Linked DNA regions of Zea mays: region 2 is linked to region 1. The links are chromatin contacts, called in public Hi-C maps. All regions are on one chromosome and are shown on one strand. The core of a region is the stretch at or near the end of the contact, and the rest is flanking DNA. Distances in the headings are between cores, read along the strand shown.

Region 1 (7,917 bases), core at 3,707-6,206:
AACAGTACAGGTCCATTTTTCTTTGGCCATTTGCGACGTGCATGTGCTTCAGTCACTAATCAGTAGGAACCATTACCTTGCTGTCAGAAGCAACATCTACCACAAGATCGCATTAGGAGGGCCTTTGGGTTGTGGGGATGGTTTATGATTCTAAAGGTCTACTAGAGGTAAGTACCGTCATTCTAGGAGTGATCGACAGTGTTTCTAAGGTGTCGCCTAGACGTCCAAGCGCTAGGCACCTTGCTCTCCTTACCCGCCGATAAGGCGGTGGTCTAGCTCCTCACCTCGCCTTACCGCCTTATTAACACTGGTGGTTGGGGTATTACATTTTTTGTTTGATTGTGAATAAATAGGAGATAGAATGTGATATACAAATTTGTATTCTTGTTTTTAACATTGAACTTGTAAAGATGCATAAACGGTAAACCCAAAATTATTATATATCTTCTAAAACGATAGATATAAAATTTAGATATATATTCGAATATTTTTCACCTCTTTTATGAAGGGAGATAAATAATATATAAAATAATATATGTATAATTTTTATTGTAATTTAGTATAATGTGCTTGATAACATAAAAAATCTACATCAAATTTCATACATATATATTTTAAAATATTAAATGTATCATAACAATTTAAATATCTACTTTCATCCCTAATTAATATATTATAATATAGTGTATGCTATGAATAGCGTTTTTGTTTTAGTTTTTGATTGTTACTGATGTATTTCTGTTCAGATTAGTTTGTTTCCGCCGGGGTGTCCAATCCCATTTTCAATATTTCTGATTCAATTTCATTTTTAAATTTAAAATGAAAACGAGAAAGGTCTATCCAGACCAAGGATAACAAAATCGAGGTTTTCGGTGTTTCCTGAAATCGTTGGGGTCACACAAATAGTTTCGCACCATTTTTAAAATTTTGTTTGCTAAAAAATGAAAATAATTATAAAAACAGATAAAAAAAATCATAAAATAATAAACTTTTTAGGTTAAAAACAATGAGAATTGGTAAAAAACAAAGACCGGCGAAAAAAATCCAATTTGCCGTCGAGAAATCTTTGAAAAACCATTTTATTTGAATTTAAATACAAACCGTTCGAAAAACTGGAAACCCCTAAAAAAACCGGTTTTTCGGTGAAATTTATCAGTATCTCAGGCGATTCCACCGGTTTGGTTTGTGCCGATTTACCTGTTGTTTTAAAAAATTGAATTTGATTTACTAAACCAGCAGTTTTTGCCGTAAACTGACGTAAACCGTTACCGGCTAGGAACAGGTTTTTTTTAGATCTAGTTTGGTAACCCCATTTTTCCATAAGATTTTCAATTTACCATGGAAAAATGAACTAAATTCCCTTAAAAAAAATGAAAAGCCCTTGAGAAATTGGGTTTTCCAAACTAACCCTAAAACCAACCCTAAAACCGTTTGATGATCCTTGATCCAACCCGATTTCGTCTGTTTTACAGTCCTATGATGCGGATACCCGATTAAATTATTTTCATTTTACTCAAAACATAATGTCTGTCCCTGTTCTTGATGGCTTGCAACAGGATGTTCATAGCACCTCTAGGCACGTAGGTCAAAGATTCATCATGAGATACGGTCATAGGGTACATCCACCGCCAGACAGTCACATGATCAGGTTAATATATTCTTTCATCCATGAGTTGTGCTTCCATCTATGAGCTACCATTTGCAAATATAACAAAAACTGGCCAAGCAAATTCTAGCATGAATTTAGTAAGACAGATAACCATCTCAGTACATGTAAGAAACTGATCTCGAGAAAGAGATCTATTTGGACATCGCATGCATAAGGAACTATTATTTACAATTCTCCAGCATTCTGTTGTACTCTGTAGAATGTTTCCCTTGCTCCCATCTGAGATCATGTAAATCGAAAGGCTATCATTGGTTCTCACAGAACCCCATTTCCTGCAGCTCAGACTTCATGTGAGATCATGTAAACCGAAAGGCTATCATGGGCTCTCGCAAAACTCCATTTCCTGCAGTGTAATCAGGTTGGAGTAGAAATTGTCAGCTCAGCAAACAAAATTATGTCTTAGGAACTGATGATAGGGTATTAGTGATTATGAGAAGCAAAAACTGGAAGAGTGCATAACCATCAATATCGTACCTTACCACAAATTGGGCATGTATCACTTCTCTCCATCCATTCATAAATACAACCAAGATGAAAATGGTGACAGCACTTGGTTATTATTTTTGGATTGTCTGGCGTGTATTCTGCATAAGGAATTTATAATAATGAATCAGTGAAGAAATGTTAAGGCACCAAGATAAAACTGTCATGTGTTCATGCAGATCTATACGGACACAAACCTTCCAGGCAAGTAGGGCAGACATCCTCATCTTCTGAAGCGACAACAGCATAGCTGCTACTATAAGCTTTTGCAGACAAACTCTTAGTTGATTCAGAACGATGGACCTTATATTCACCCTCATTTTCAGTGCTGTTGCGTTTCTTCTGAGCAGCTAAATGTTCAATACCAGAGCTGCTGGCATTTCGTCTAAGGGCCAGTGACTCTTCTTGTGCAAGATTTATGGATTTCTCACGCCTGGAGACTAATCCCTCTCTTTGAACACGGGCATATCTAGGATCGGTATCATATGGAGGTGGTCTAGAAACAAGATTGAGTGAATTGTCATTTATGTTGACACTTGGATTAGTGGATCCCAGTGGAGCAACCCCTTGAGCTGGGTTGTTTGGCCTAGACTCAAGCCTCTGGAATGTTGCAGTATACTACATAGAAGGAAATACTATAGTTAGAAGAAACCTTACATATGAAAGTGAACATAGAAAATACTATGGAAGTGCCATTAAGATGCACAACATAATTTATCTACAATAGAACTCGTAGAAGAACGCCAGCAGGTCTACCTAGCAATGTCAAATGTGCCTACCCCTGCTCATTCATGTTTGCATTGTCTCAACAAGCTTTGCTGTTTTGGGTTTCATAGGACTACAAAATGCTCACTATGGATTCTGTTCCTTTTAGCGCTGCATCTAATACTCTAAAAAAGAGGAAAATATTACTCTTCAGTTTGTAACATCATGTGATAAAAAAGGCCAGTGCATCTATAAAAAAGGCAGATCCAGTGCCAAAGGCTTCCACACGAGTGGGATCTGGGGAAGGAAATAACCGAGGCAAGTCTTTCCCCCGTAAATGCAGAGAGGATGCTTCGAACCCTAGACCCAGTGAGACAGCTCTCACCACTGCACTAAGCCTGCCCTTCCCAATGCATCTATCAGCACAGAATATTTTGAAAGAAAAGAGAAAATGTGTCATTTTGGAAAAAAAATGGTAAATATCTAAACCCCGAAAGTTACTTATAACTAAATCATATCAACATGCTACTGACAGCAGTTGCATGGAGTCAGAAGTATCAAAATCCACATATCAATCAATGTGACATTTTGGATCAGTTGGTTAGAGCCTAGAATATACTTGAAAAAATGGATAAAAGTTCATATTACCCCGCCAAAAATGCTGTGGAAAAGATGCCTCAAGGATACGCATTGCCTATAGATAGGGTTGTTTGGATAGACATATTCATCAAATTCTTCAGCACTGAGGCAGCAGCAGAACCCACCCATAATTCACTGGAAAATGTACAAATCCAGAATATCAGAACACAACTAAACAATCACAAAGAACAAGTTCTATAGCTTTCACATATCAGATGAGATCATAATGCTGACTATCTAAATGAAAATGAAATAAGGTTCCAGGAAATACCTTCGAAGTAGTTCCGTTGCCCCTGTAGAAGAAATTGGTTTTGACACTAAAGATGGAGTGGAAACAAGTTCACTTTCCCGGGCAGTTGATAGAAACTCTGAGTTTACCATGAACAATACTGGTAAAACATTCCCTAAGCTGTTCAACGAATAAAAAAGGAATCACCTTTAGATTACTGCATTGAGGGGAAAAACTTACTTTTTTGAAAGATCTAGCATGACTGGTAGCTTATTATGAGAAGAGTCACATACACAGGACGCTCCTACAAGTACCAGAAGTCCAGAACCAGTAGACTGCTGGGTCTGGATGACGAATGGGCGTACCCAGTGCCGTAGGCTTCCCGCACTGTGCGGGGTCTGGGGAAGGATATCTTTAAGCATCAAGTCTTACCCGCATAATATGCAGAGGCTAGGGCTCGAACCCGAGACCTTATGGTTACAGACGGTAGGCTCTACCGCTGCTGGGTCTGGATGACGAATGAGGCAAAATTACCATAAGTCTCCCTCATTCAGCTTCCTAGCTACAGGGACGAACGATACAATGGGTTCGTAAGCTGTAATCCTGCAGATCTCATGACTGCGCTATGCAGCCGAAATTCAACTGCCGCATCGATTCATGAGTGTATTGTACTACCCGTGGCAGGTTGACGCATGAATACTAACTGAAAGAAAGATCGAAGGCTAGGAAGCACAACTGTAACCCAAAATGCCACACTAACAGTTTCAGTAGAGTACACATTCTCTCTTTTGCGCGAGCCTGAGAACTGAGAACGAATACGTGTGCTCAAGATCAGGCCGCTAGATCCTTACCGTCTGTCGAGTGAACTAAAAGTGCTAGGAGTGGCGCGAAGCGCTTGCTCGGAGCAACTGGCATCTGCGAGCATAGCACAGCTGCATCCTCGGCCGATCTGCATCTTGCGCTGACAGGCGTCGAGAGGAGCCCCACTCCCATCGCAAGGCAATCGCGGCAGTACGCAGCCCCCCTATAAAGCGGCGTCGACAGGAGCGAGGGCCAGGGAAGGCGAGCAGCGCCGACAGATCGCGGCTGGTTGGCTGAGGAACTGGGCACCGACTGACAGCGATAGGGAGGTGAGAGAGGGGGCGCGTGGTGGAGCTCACCTCTCGTGCAACACGCCGCCTGCGAGGACGTCCACGGGATCGGGAGGGGCGGGCGGGCGGCGCGCCCAGGCGGAGGAGGGGAAAGCGGCGAGAAGCGGAGACACTGAGCCTGGTGGAGTTGGGGGGAGCGGCGGAGCGGAGGCTAGGGAGGGGATGGGACATCGGAGGGTTGGTGCGCGTGCGGACTCCCAGTGCGTTGCCGTGTCGCTGTGTGTGCGCGCTCACGCCAGATGCTATTTTTTTTTCCTGCACAAAATGTAGACATGTGTGTTAAAAAAAGGTACCACGTTACCAATATGCCTGAATTTACTTTTTATTTTGCCATGCGTATTCCCTCCATTCTAAACTACATGGCACTTTAGCTTTGCAGTAAACAAACTTCTTTAACGTTTATAAAGTTTATAAAATAATCTACAAGCATCTAAAGCATCCAATTAATGTTATGAATTACTCATATTGAAATATATCTTGACATCGTATTAATTTTCTAACATTCGAAGTTTAACTAAACATAGATAAAGTGAGCATAGTATCTATTTCTATATTTTGTTGTGCCAAAAATAAACATACAGACGAAGGTGCCAAACGTCACTACAGTGACGAGCCAGTTACTAATGGTCAGTGGCCTGTCGCTGCTGTCTGTCCTAACCAACGTAATGCTAACCACGGACGGCTGATGCTAAATTGCTAATTGCCAAAACTATTCTTTTCTTTTCACAACATGTGCATCGTCGCACCGGTGCTTTGCTTTTGCGCAATTGTGTTGTTGTGCAAATACATCTTCCTTCACATTCTTTTTTGTCTTCATCTAAGTGCTAACCACTCCATCACGTGTGTTGCATTGAATGCTAAGTAATTAACTAGAGTAGATGTCATGGATTAATGCATGTGTCAAGTTGTTAAGTCGGCTGAAATCTATCAGGTCGGAAACTCAAAAAATTGGGCTTTGCTCAACTAGATAAAACCCTAGTAAAAAAACTTCTAAAATCATGTAAAGTCGAACCATAGTAAGTGATTGAGTGCATAAAGAAAAGTACATATATTTTTATGTCAAATGGATATGCTATGTTATATTACATGATAAAGTGAAATTGTTACTTAGTATCATAATATTGGCATGTTTTTTTTAAAAAAAATATCGTTCAAAGGTACATTAGTTTCACTTTGGCTAAACATATAAGTTTTTTATGAAGTTGTAGGACTTGGCATCAATAAAGGAAATGTGTTCTCTTTTATTTAATCGCTAGCAAAAAATCTCTAGAGTGAGCATAATAGAGAAGATGTTAGAGAATGAAACGATATAGCGATATTCCTTTAATGCCAGTAGCACTTATATAGTACCGCTATGTATTGTTTTGTATACTAGACTAATCCAACAACACTTAATCTATCATATATACATAATTTTAATATGCATAATAAATATAATATCATTACATTTTTAATTTAAATGTACATAATATAATTTAAATATGTACAGTTCTAATTATATATATATATATATATATATATATTGCTACATGTACTTTAAATTTATATATACGGCTAGTTATACTTTAAAGTTATACAATATAATTTAAAATGAAATTGTGTGCATTTGATTAAAAATATTACGCCATCATATTGCTTATGTATTTTTTGGATTATATATAGGTGCTAAATTAAGTGTTGTTTAATTTTTTCAGTGCTTAAAGTAAATGCAGCGGTACTATGTAAGTGTTGTTAGGATGGAAGAAATATCTTTGTATTTTCTAGATCATGCCATGTTTAATTGTTACTTTTTTTCATTCCCCTAACATCCACCTGACTGATTCCATGCGAAAATGGCATATGACACAAAAAAGTACAATTTAATGATAATGAAGTAAAGTTTTAATTTCCAATAACATATAAGAAAAGGTTATAAATTTCGATTGTATTCAACAAATTTTCTCTGAAACAAAACACTGCGCCTAAACAAACTAAGGGAAGGGATTAGGAACTTTCGGCGGCACAACGCAAGCAATCAAAATTCGAAATCCGAAAGATTCTACGCTAACAAATTACTCCCCCCTCCCCCGTTCTTTTTTTATTTCTTGCGTTTTAGTTCAAAAACGAACTAGCCAACGACAAATATTCGAGAATGGAGGTTGTACTAATCTAGACTAGAGGATGATGATTATATTACTAGTACCAAGTATAGTATTACTATTTGTATTAGTTTTAGTTGGTTGTATGCCATTTCCTGATCCCCACACCACACTGCTCACCCTTCCCCTCCCCGCATCCCATCCCATCGTGCCCCTACCGAGGGGAGAGACATGATGTGGTGAACGTGGCGCCGCGAGCAAGGAAGGAGGGGTCGATCGAGGATGGTGGACGTCTCGCACGTGCAGAAGGACCTCATCGAGTGCAATCGCGACCAGGAGGTGTCGAGAATCTCCATCGCGCTCCACGACGGCGCCAACATCTCCCACCTCACCGGCACCATCGCTGCCCCCCAACAACCCCTATGAGGGCGGAATCTTCGTCATTGACATCCGTCTCCCGGTGAGCAACCCGCTGATCCTTCATCCCTAGATTCCCTCGCCCTCGTGCCATTCTCACCTCGGATCCCCCTCAGTCCTTTGTCTGTCCTCCCCATCATCACGTGTAGGGGATCTCATTCCACTCCTTCGGGCGATTCGTGGGCGGGTAGATTTGTCACACCCGGTTTTGGAAGGTAAACCAAATGCAAACCATGTACGTGCTAGGATCAGAACTCACGTACACAACGATTACATAATTGGACATCATCACACAATGCTCGAAATAAATAGTGGAAAGGTACTTTAATTACATCAAGATATCCAAGACATCCATAGAGTCTAACACATAGCCATAGTCTTCAACATTAATATCAAAGTGCGGAAAACGAAAGGTAGAAGATAAGCCTACACAGGCAGTTGACTGAGGGTTTGCCACTAAAATAAACTAGAACTCATCGTAGTCCTGGAACTCCTCAAAGTCCTCCATGTTGCCAGCATCTCCTCCTGAGCACTGAGTACAGTGGG
Region 2 (7,917 bases), core at 2,778-5,277, 280 kb after region 1:
ATGAGCTGCGTGCGCGTCCGTTCGGCCTCCGCTCGCATCGCGGCCTCGGCCCCCTCCGCGCGGCTCTCCTGGGCAGTAAGCCGCCGCTGCAGCTCTCCGGCAAGCTCCTTGGCGATATTGCCTTCCGCCCGCGCCAACCTGGCCTCCGCCTGCGCAGCCTGCTCTTTGGCGATGGCTTCATTGGCCTCCCTCCTCTCCCCCGCCAGCTGGCGCCGGAGGTCAGCCTTCTCCTTCTCAAGGACGGCCACCTTCTCCGCCAGTTTGCGGCACTTGCTGTCGGAGGCCGACTTCTCACGGACAGCGTCCGCATGTTGCGTCCGAAGTCTCTCGACCTCGGCAGACAACGCTGCCGTAAGGGCCCCCGACGCAGTGCGGCTGGTGAAGTCAGCCACCTGCAGAACACACGTAAGGTCGTTGCGTAAAAAAAAAAGAAAAGAAAAAAAGAAAAAAATGTATAGCTCGGCGGACCTGACTCAGCGCCTCCGTCGCTCGACTCAGCGCCTCCGTCGCTCCCTTCAGCCGACGGGTCGCCACGCCCGCCTCGTCTCTGACCAGCGCGAGGGCAGACACCTCGCCTCCGGCGCCAAGGGTCTCTCCCCCCGCTTTCGGCGCTGGCGCAGCCGTCGCGATCGCCGCGCCAGGCACAACTAGAGCAAGCGGGCCCTCGTCCGACCCTGCAACGCGTCAACAATTAAAAAAAAAAGAAAAAAAAAGAGGTATATATATTCATATATACTTACCCCCAAGATAGTCGTCCACATCAATCTCGGTGCCGAAGTCGGCAACGCGCTTGCTAGGCAGCGGTAGCGATCGGGCCGCCTTCGCAGCCTCCGCCACCCCGCTGGCAGACGGCACCACCTTCGACAGCTTGGGGCCTCCGGCGCCCACCGTCGTCTCCGGCGCCTTGCCAGGCGCGGAGGCGCCCACCTTCGTCGGCAGCGGCGGCTTGCCTCCGCCAGAGGCCTCAGCCTTCGCCGTTCCCCGATGCCTTTTCGGCCGGGCTTCGTGAACCCTCACAGTCGCCTGGCGTTTTCGCGCCGCGCCTTGGCGATCCTTGTCCATCACTGCCCACACAACATGACCGATATTTCGCCCATAAGGAAAAACTTTCCACCGATGAACCATACGAGATGTAAAACAGTCCTCCTCAGCCGCGCAGGGGATAGGAATGTTTTTAGGCCAACAACCCCCGGTAACCCTCAGCATCCGAGCCGAAGACTCCCGGAGCTCGGGCGAAGACATCCTCTCCCCCGGGGCCGCACACGTCCTCATTAAATCTCTAGCGAAACTATCAGACACCCCAAGTCTTCCCATCGCAGTACCTAATTTTCTCTTTTTCGAGGAGGCGGCGGCCACCAGCGCAGGGTCGCCTCCAGTCTCCACCGCCGGCTTCTTCCCACGGCGGTCCGCTTCGTCTTGTCCAGGGTAACCGTCGTACGGCAGTTGATTTAATTCGAATACCCTGTTCAAGCGTTCATTTGACCCGCGGATGTCAAAGCTGCGCTGGCCTTCCGTCCTCGGCACGTAACGCCCCACGAGCCGCACCGTCAAGCCCTCCGCATCACGCACAAAGGCGGCCGGGTCACGGTTTCGCAAATTCAGTGCGAAGGCAGGGCTTCGCACCACCCTTCCTCCGTGAAAGGGCATCTGGCGAGGGCATACTTCGCCCAGCGCCCAGCCGTGCGCCAAGGGCCAGACCCCGTACGCCACGAACTCTTCAACTAAATCTCGACCGCTGCTCTGACCGGCGGCGCACCGAAGGGCCCCTTCGTCTGCATCCTCTTCTGCCACTTCATAAGGTGGATACGCAGAGTAATAGTGAGAGCACATTAAGGACACGGGGAGCCCTTCATGGCCTTCGACAGTAGCCTCAGCAACATAAAACCAAAATTCATTCCAATTGCCCCACTTGTTGCGGGCGCACGGGACCAACTCCACTACTGGCATTGTGGTCTTGCCGGTCTTCGGCGTGAATGTACATGACCCGAACTGGGCAATTCCGTCCTCAACCATCCTTTTCTGCCAATGCAAACAATAATTCTTCGCAAAAACTTCAACCGATGGCTGTCCGCCGTACGAAGTCGTCGCCCAGACATACTTCGCCAGCGCCACTATGGCGTTCGGTGTCAGCTGATGTATTTGAACGCTGAATCTACGCAGGACTTCGCTGACAAAACGGTGCGCCGGCAAGCGGAGTCCGGCGACGAAGAACGCCTCGAAAACAACCAACTCGCCCTCCGGCTCGGGGACTTCCTCCGTCCCCGGAGCACGGGCGACCCCGCCGCCAAAGTAGCCCAACCGCTGCATATCTTCAATGCGGGCTGACGTCATCCGTGACACACCAAATTCAACAGAGTCGCCGGCGCGCAACTCCTCCACCTCCACGTTACTCAACGTCTCCTCAGACGAGGCGGCGGCCGGCGACGCGGCGTCGGCGGAGGAAGAAGAGGATGGCATTGCTACGTACCGTCGTCGGCGGCGGGCGGTCTGCTTCACTCGAGCCAGAACGCCGGCGAGTTAAGGGAGCAGCGGAGGAAAAGGAGCAGCAAGACGACGGGCGGCTAGGGTTTTACGGAGCGCGGAAGGCAGAGTTCAAAAAGCGCCGCCCCCGCCCCCCTTTTATAGGCGGGGCGCGGCTCTTCGGGAAACCCGCAATCCGACAGGCCGCGACGCTTCGGGAAACCCGCAATCCAACAGTACGCCGTCCATCAACGGTCACATCAAAAACCCCCGCGGAACCACTTCGAGCGAGGGCAGCGTCTCCGCCATCTAGCGACGTCTTCGGCACCAGGTGACTTTGTCGAACTGGTCCCTCGGAGGGCAAATGTTGGGGCGAAGGCAAAGACGCCACCCTTCGCTCGAGGCCTTCGCTGCAGCCGCTGGTCCGACAGAGACAAAGCGGGCAGGGACACCCTTCGCAAGACTCGGCACGTTGACGAAGGCCTGCGGCGACGTCCTACCACGGCGCGTCCTCGTTCAGTCCCAAGGCCCACGTGCGATCTGGCCCATTGTAACGGGCCCCGCGTGGCCGCCTCTGTATTACGGGCCTGACTTGTAAAGGAGTACTTGTAATTACGGTCTGTAACCCTGCTTTATGGGAATATTCTGGGGATAAAATAGGTGTCTGAGGGCACATGCGTCCTTAACACAAGACGCTGGGCACTCAGATACCTATAAATACCCCCGCACAGTGCCCGTGAGGGGCTAGATCAACAGTGCTATTGCCCCCGTGCACGTAACCCTGTTGTCACCACCGTTCACTCTTGTTGGCCTTCTTGCTGCAGAGAGCAAGTTACAACAGGCGGCATCCGGCGGCGAGGTGTCGCTCGACCTCGACCTGGAGATGGAGGAGCTCGGCAGGACGACGCAGCTGCGCTCGCACCCGTCCTTCTCCAGCTCGCTCGAGAGGGACGACCGCGTGTCGTTGCAGGAACCCCATAAGAGTCACTCCACCTCCTCCTGTTCCTCCGATTCTGACACCGACGACGGCCGGAAGCGCCACGACGACGACGGTGAGGTTGTCCGGTGCACGTCTTCGTCTACCGCAGCGGGAACGAGGTCGTCTTGCAGTGGCTCGGCTTGTTCCTCACAGTCTCAGCAAAATCGATATCTACTGACGGACGACGACGGATTCGAAACGTAGGCGGCCTAATGATTCTCCTCAGCGGCTAATCAAGATTTTGAGTCTATTTCGTCGGATAGATGTCCTCTGTTTTTCCATATCCTCGAATCTCTCTCTCAACGCCTCCGTTTCGATGAAGCGGAATGTGTCGTATTTTATAATGACAAAAATCTCTCTAGGACTGGGCCTGCTCCTACTAAGACGGCCTTCGCTCTCTCGGGCCTGATGGGCTGTTCAGAGATGAACGAGCGCAAATGGAGCCCACTTCAGCTATCGTTCTTTGGGCCTTGAAACTGTCGACGATACCTGTCATCGTAAGCAACAGAACCCAAACCTCGCCGATTCGCTCCCCTTCCTCACCGCGCGCGTACGCCGCCGCCGCGCTCACCTCACCGAACCCTAAACCTGAGCCACCGCCCTCCCCCGGAGGTCCGCCGCTCCGTGTGGGACTCTAGGCGTCGCCGGAGCCCCCTCCAGGGGCTAGCGGCGGAGGAAGTCGGAAACCGATTACCCCTCCCCTCCCCTTACCGGGGGAGGGAGAAACTAGCGGAGGAGGCGAATCAGGTCAGAGTGGGGCACGATGAGGATCATGATCAAGGGAGGCGTGTGGAAGAACACGGAGGACGAGATCCTCAAGGCGGCCGTGATGAAGTACGGCAAGAACCAGTGGGCGCGCATCTCGTCGCTGCTCGTCCGCAAGTCCGCCAAGCAGTGCAAGGCCCGCTGGTATGAGTGGCTCGATCCGTCCATCAAGAAGGTAACCGACTGCTCGCCTCTCTTACGGTTCTGTCTTCCTCTCTCGGCAGACTAGCCTCACTGCCCGGTCGCCGTTCTATCACTGATTTTCGCTTTGCTTGGAGTGTCGTTCTCCTAAAGATCTAGCTGCCACGTTTAGAACACTGTCTTTTTCTTTTTCTGAATCCTTCTGCACTGGGAAGCATGCAATTCATAATGAGAGGGTAACTGTCACTGGATGGTTTCTTGTTCACTCAACAGTACAGATGTGGTTATTAAGGATTCTGGAGTGGCGAGTTCGTTTGAATTAAACTTTTAAGAAGCTCAGCACATTCTGCCGAGAAAGTGGAAAGCACTACAAGTCAATAAGTGATTTCCTTTCCTATGAAATCTTGCATGCTTAATGCATGACCTAATTCTTAGCAGTTTTGGTAACAATGTCCCCTGCATGCTAAAAGAGAAAAAAATGTTTGTCCTATGCATTTATGCATTGGAAGTTGGAACAACAGCAAGATTTATGCTCTATGAACTTTGATAGGTGTGCTGGTTATGAATTTTGGTAATATCAATCATTAGATGACTCTAAGTGTTATCAGCCGTTATCCTTTCACAAACATTCGAACTGGCAAACTTTAGAATCAGATAAAAGAATATCGTCTTTCAGCTTGAATATCTCGAGTTGCAAGTTGGCGGTAATACGAAATATTGACATCCTTACTTTAGTACTCCCTCCATCCCAAAATATAGTTCTTTCTAGCCTCCCATTTTTTCTGTCCACATTCATTCGAATGAATGTAGACAACTAGACATACATACAAACTACATTCATAGATTAATTCATTAATGTATGTTTAGTCTAAAACGAATTATATTTTGGGACAGTGGGAGTAGGTTATTGAATCTAATGCTTTCTGGAGCCAGATAATGAATTAATATCTTTTGCTTTTGTCTTGATAAGCATCCGTGTTTATATCGTTATATACATTATTATCTATTGATTCTGAAGGGCAGTCCTGGTGTAGTGGTGAGATATGTCTCACTGAGTCACCAGGTCGTTGGTTCGAAGCAGTTTCTTCGCATTGGGGCGGGGGGAGGCTTGCCTCGGTTGGGTCTGCCCTTCTTCTTATATCCTATGGATTCAACATCATCTAATAACATTTAATATTTCTACTAGCTAGATAACATACATTTCAACATAGATATTAACTGAATGAAAGTTTTTACAGTCTAGTGGTAACTAAATATAACTGGACTAAGCACCTGAATCATTTTTCTTGCCAAAAGAGAAACTTTGCACTGTTTAAGTAAAATTTGATAGTTTGGTTGCGCGAAATGTCTATAGCAGATGTTAACTTCTTCATAAAGTTGATTTTGAATGTAGAAGGTTTGGTCCACTGGGAAGTTACTTTATTTTATCTGAAATTCTGAATTATGTTGAAGGACAGCTCTTTTCACTGGACTTGGTTATTCAGAGTGGTGTACTTAACCAGGAACAACTAACCCTAGCTACTGTGTCGTGATCAGTTGCATGTCACTTTTACAGTTAGGTTCTCAGTTACTAAATAGGTTTATTAGCAACAGCAGTTTCATGCTGACTACCTGTTGTAATCTGTCTAAAATTTATCACACTGTGAAAATGCACCTAGGTAGCCTTTTAAGTTTGAATGAATAAGCTAAACTGGCTGATTCAACATTTCAACACTTAATTTGGTCAGGTGAGTTCGAATTTTACCTTATCTAGTCTTGATGTATTTAATTAGAAGAGCAGGGTGAAATATGAGCATTAGGTAATGGAACATTAACATGCTATAGTTATGAAAGGGTCTACTTATCTTGTTTTGGAGCTGGTTAGCTTCTGGAAAAATTTTAGTGTCTACAGATTTGTAGTTATTACTGTGTAAATGATTGGTTATTACTGGCTTCTAGCATGCAGCTTTTTTGGCAGATGTCAAATTTTTTAATTGACAATAGTTTCTTGGCAACCTAGAGCTATTGAACTTTTCACGCTTTAATATATTTATGAGATGAATGTCCGCTCTAAGTTTATCATTTGATAGTTTGTATGATGAATAAAATCAATACAAACTATGTTAGCATTTTCATCATTGTATTGATACAACTTGGAATGTTACTAGCCACTACAAATCATATTTAGAAGCAGTGCATTACTGATGTTTAGAAGAACTATTGTCTCTATTTTTTTTATTTCTTCCTGTCAATATTCAGAATTTGCTTCTTAAAAATAGAAGACAAAGCCGTCCAGTTTCCTCTTTGAATATTTGGTTGTGTCCAGAATGTTGCTATGGATCTGATTGGTCAAGCAATTAACGCCTTTTCTTCATTGATGGAATGTGGACCCATGTTGTTAAAAGTATAATGTAGTAATTAAATGTCTTTTGTTTGTTAACACAGGCTCTTAATCTAAATGAATGTGTGATACACTAGTACTTGTAATAAGGTGTTTGGTTACTGTACGGCGGGCACTATCATCTAATTTTTAACTTCAGTGAAGTTCTCTGAAATCACATCATCTGCAATGTTTTGACATGAATGGTTTAAAAAACCCATAACCTTCAAAATAGTTCTTTCATTGGTCATTTGCTCTATTATGGGCTTATGGCATAGGTCTTTCTTGTTTGTCACCAAGATGATTGTTTATTGTTTCTCTCACTGTGCTAACTCATCTATGTTAATTTCAGACCGAGTGGACAAGGGAGGAGGATGAGAAATTACTTCATCTTGCTAAACTCATGCCTACTCAGTGGAGGACAATTGCACCTATTGTAGGTCGAACACCATCTCAGTGTCTTGAACGTTATGAAAAGCTGCTTGACGCCGCATGTGCAAAGGATGAAAATTATGAGGCTAATGATGATCCTAGGAAGCTGCGGCCTGGCGAGATTGACCCAAACCCTGAGTCAAAGCCCGCACGTCCTGATCCTGTTGATATGGATGAAGATGAAAAAGAAATGCTTTCTGAGGCTAGGGCCCGCTTAGCTAACACTAGGGGTAAAAAGGCCAAACGGAAGGCAAGGGAGAAACAACTTGAAGAAGCAAGAAGGCTTGCTTCACTACAAAAAAGGAGAGAATTGAAGGCAGCTGGTATTGATACACGCCACAGAAAAAGAAAGAGAAAGGGGATTGACTACAATGCTGAGATTCCATTTGAAAAGAGACCACCTTCAGGTTTTTATGATACTGTTGGTGAAGACAGACCACCTGAACATGTACAGTTTCCAACAACCATTGAGGAGCTTGAAGGGAAGAGAAGAGCAGATATAGAGGCACAATTAAGAAAACAGGATATTGCCAGGAACAAGATCCTGCAGCGACAGGATGCCCCTGCTGCTATAATGCAAGCGAATAAACTAAATGATCCAGAAGCTGTCACAAAGAGGTCAAAGCTAATGCTGCCGCCTCCTCAAATTTCTGACCACGAGCTAGAGGAGATAGCAAAGATGGGCAGTGCTGGTGATCCTGCTTTAGCTGATGAGCTTGGTGAAGGAAGCACTGCCACAAGAACCTTGCTTGCCAGCTATTCTCAGACTCCAAGGCTTGGT

The links. Hi-C and Micro-C count contacts between places; a contact is called where the count stands out from the background.
Region 2: a Hi-C map of leaf shows a contact between it and region 1, with 5 times the contacts expected there. The contact joins the promoter of LOC541962 here to the promoter of LOC100282797 in region 1. A contact is called at or near these places in 3 of 25 Hi-C or Micro-C datasets (endosperm and leaf).

Annotation. Positions count from the first base shown.
Region 1 is chr3:159,456,714-159,464,630 of Zm-B73-REFERENCE-NAM-5.0, forward strand. It overlaps LOC100282797, which reads right to left and starts at 4,957. Exons shown (of 6, transcript NM_001155703.1): 1 at 4,577-4,957; 2 at 3,768-3,905; 3 at 3,506-3,631; 4 at 2,350-2,770; 5 at 2,144-2,253; 6 at 1,720-2,012. The coding sequence starts at 3,625. The coding sequence ends at 1,986.
Region 2 is chr3:159,739,765-159,747,681 of Zm-B73-REFERENCE-NAM-5.0, forward strand. LOC541962 (myb2) reads left to right here and starts at 4,028. Exons shown (of 4, transcript NM_001371617.1): 1 at 4,028-4,379; 2 at 7,057-7,917. The coding sequence starts at 4,203.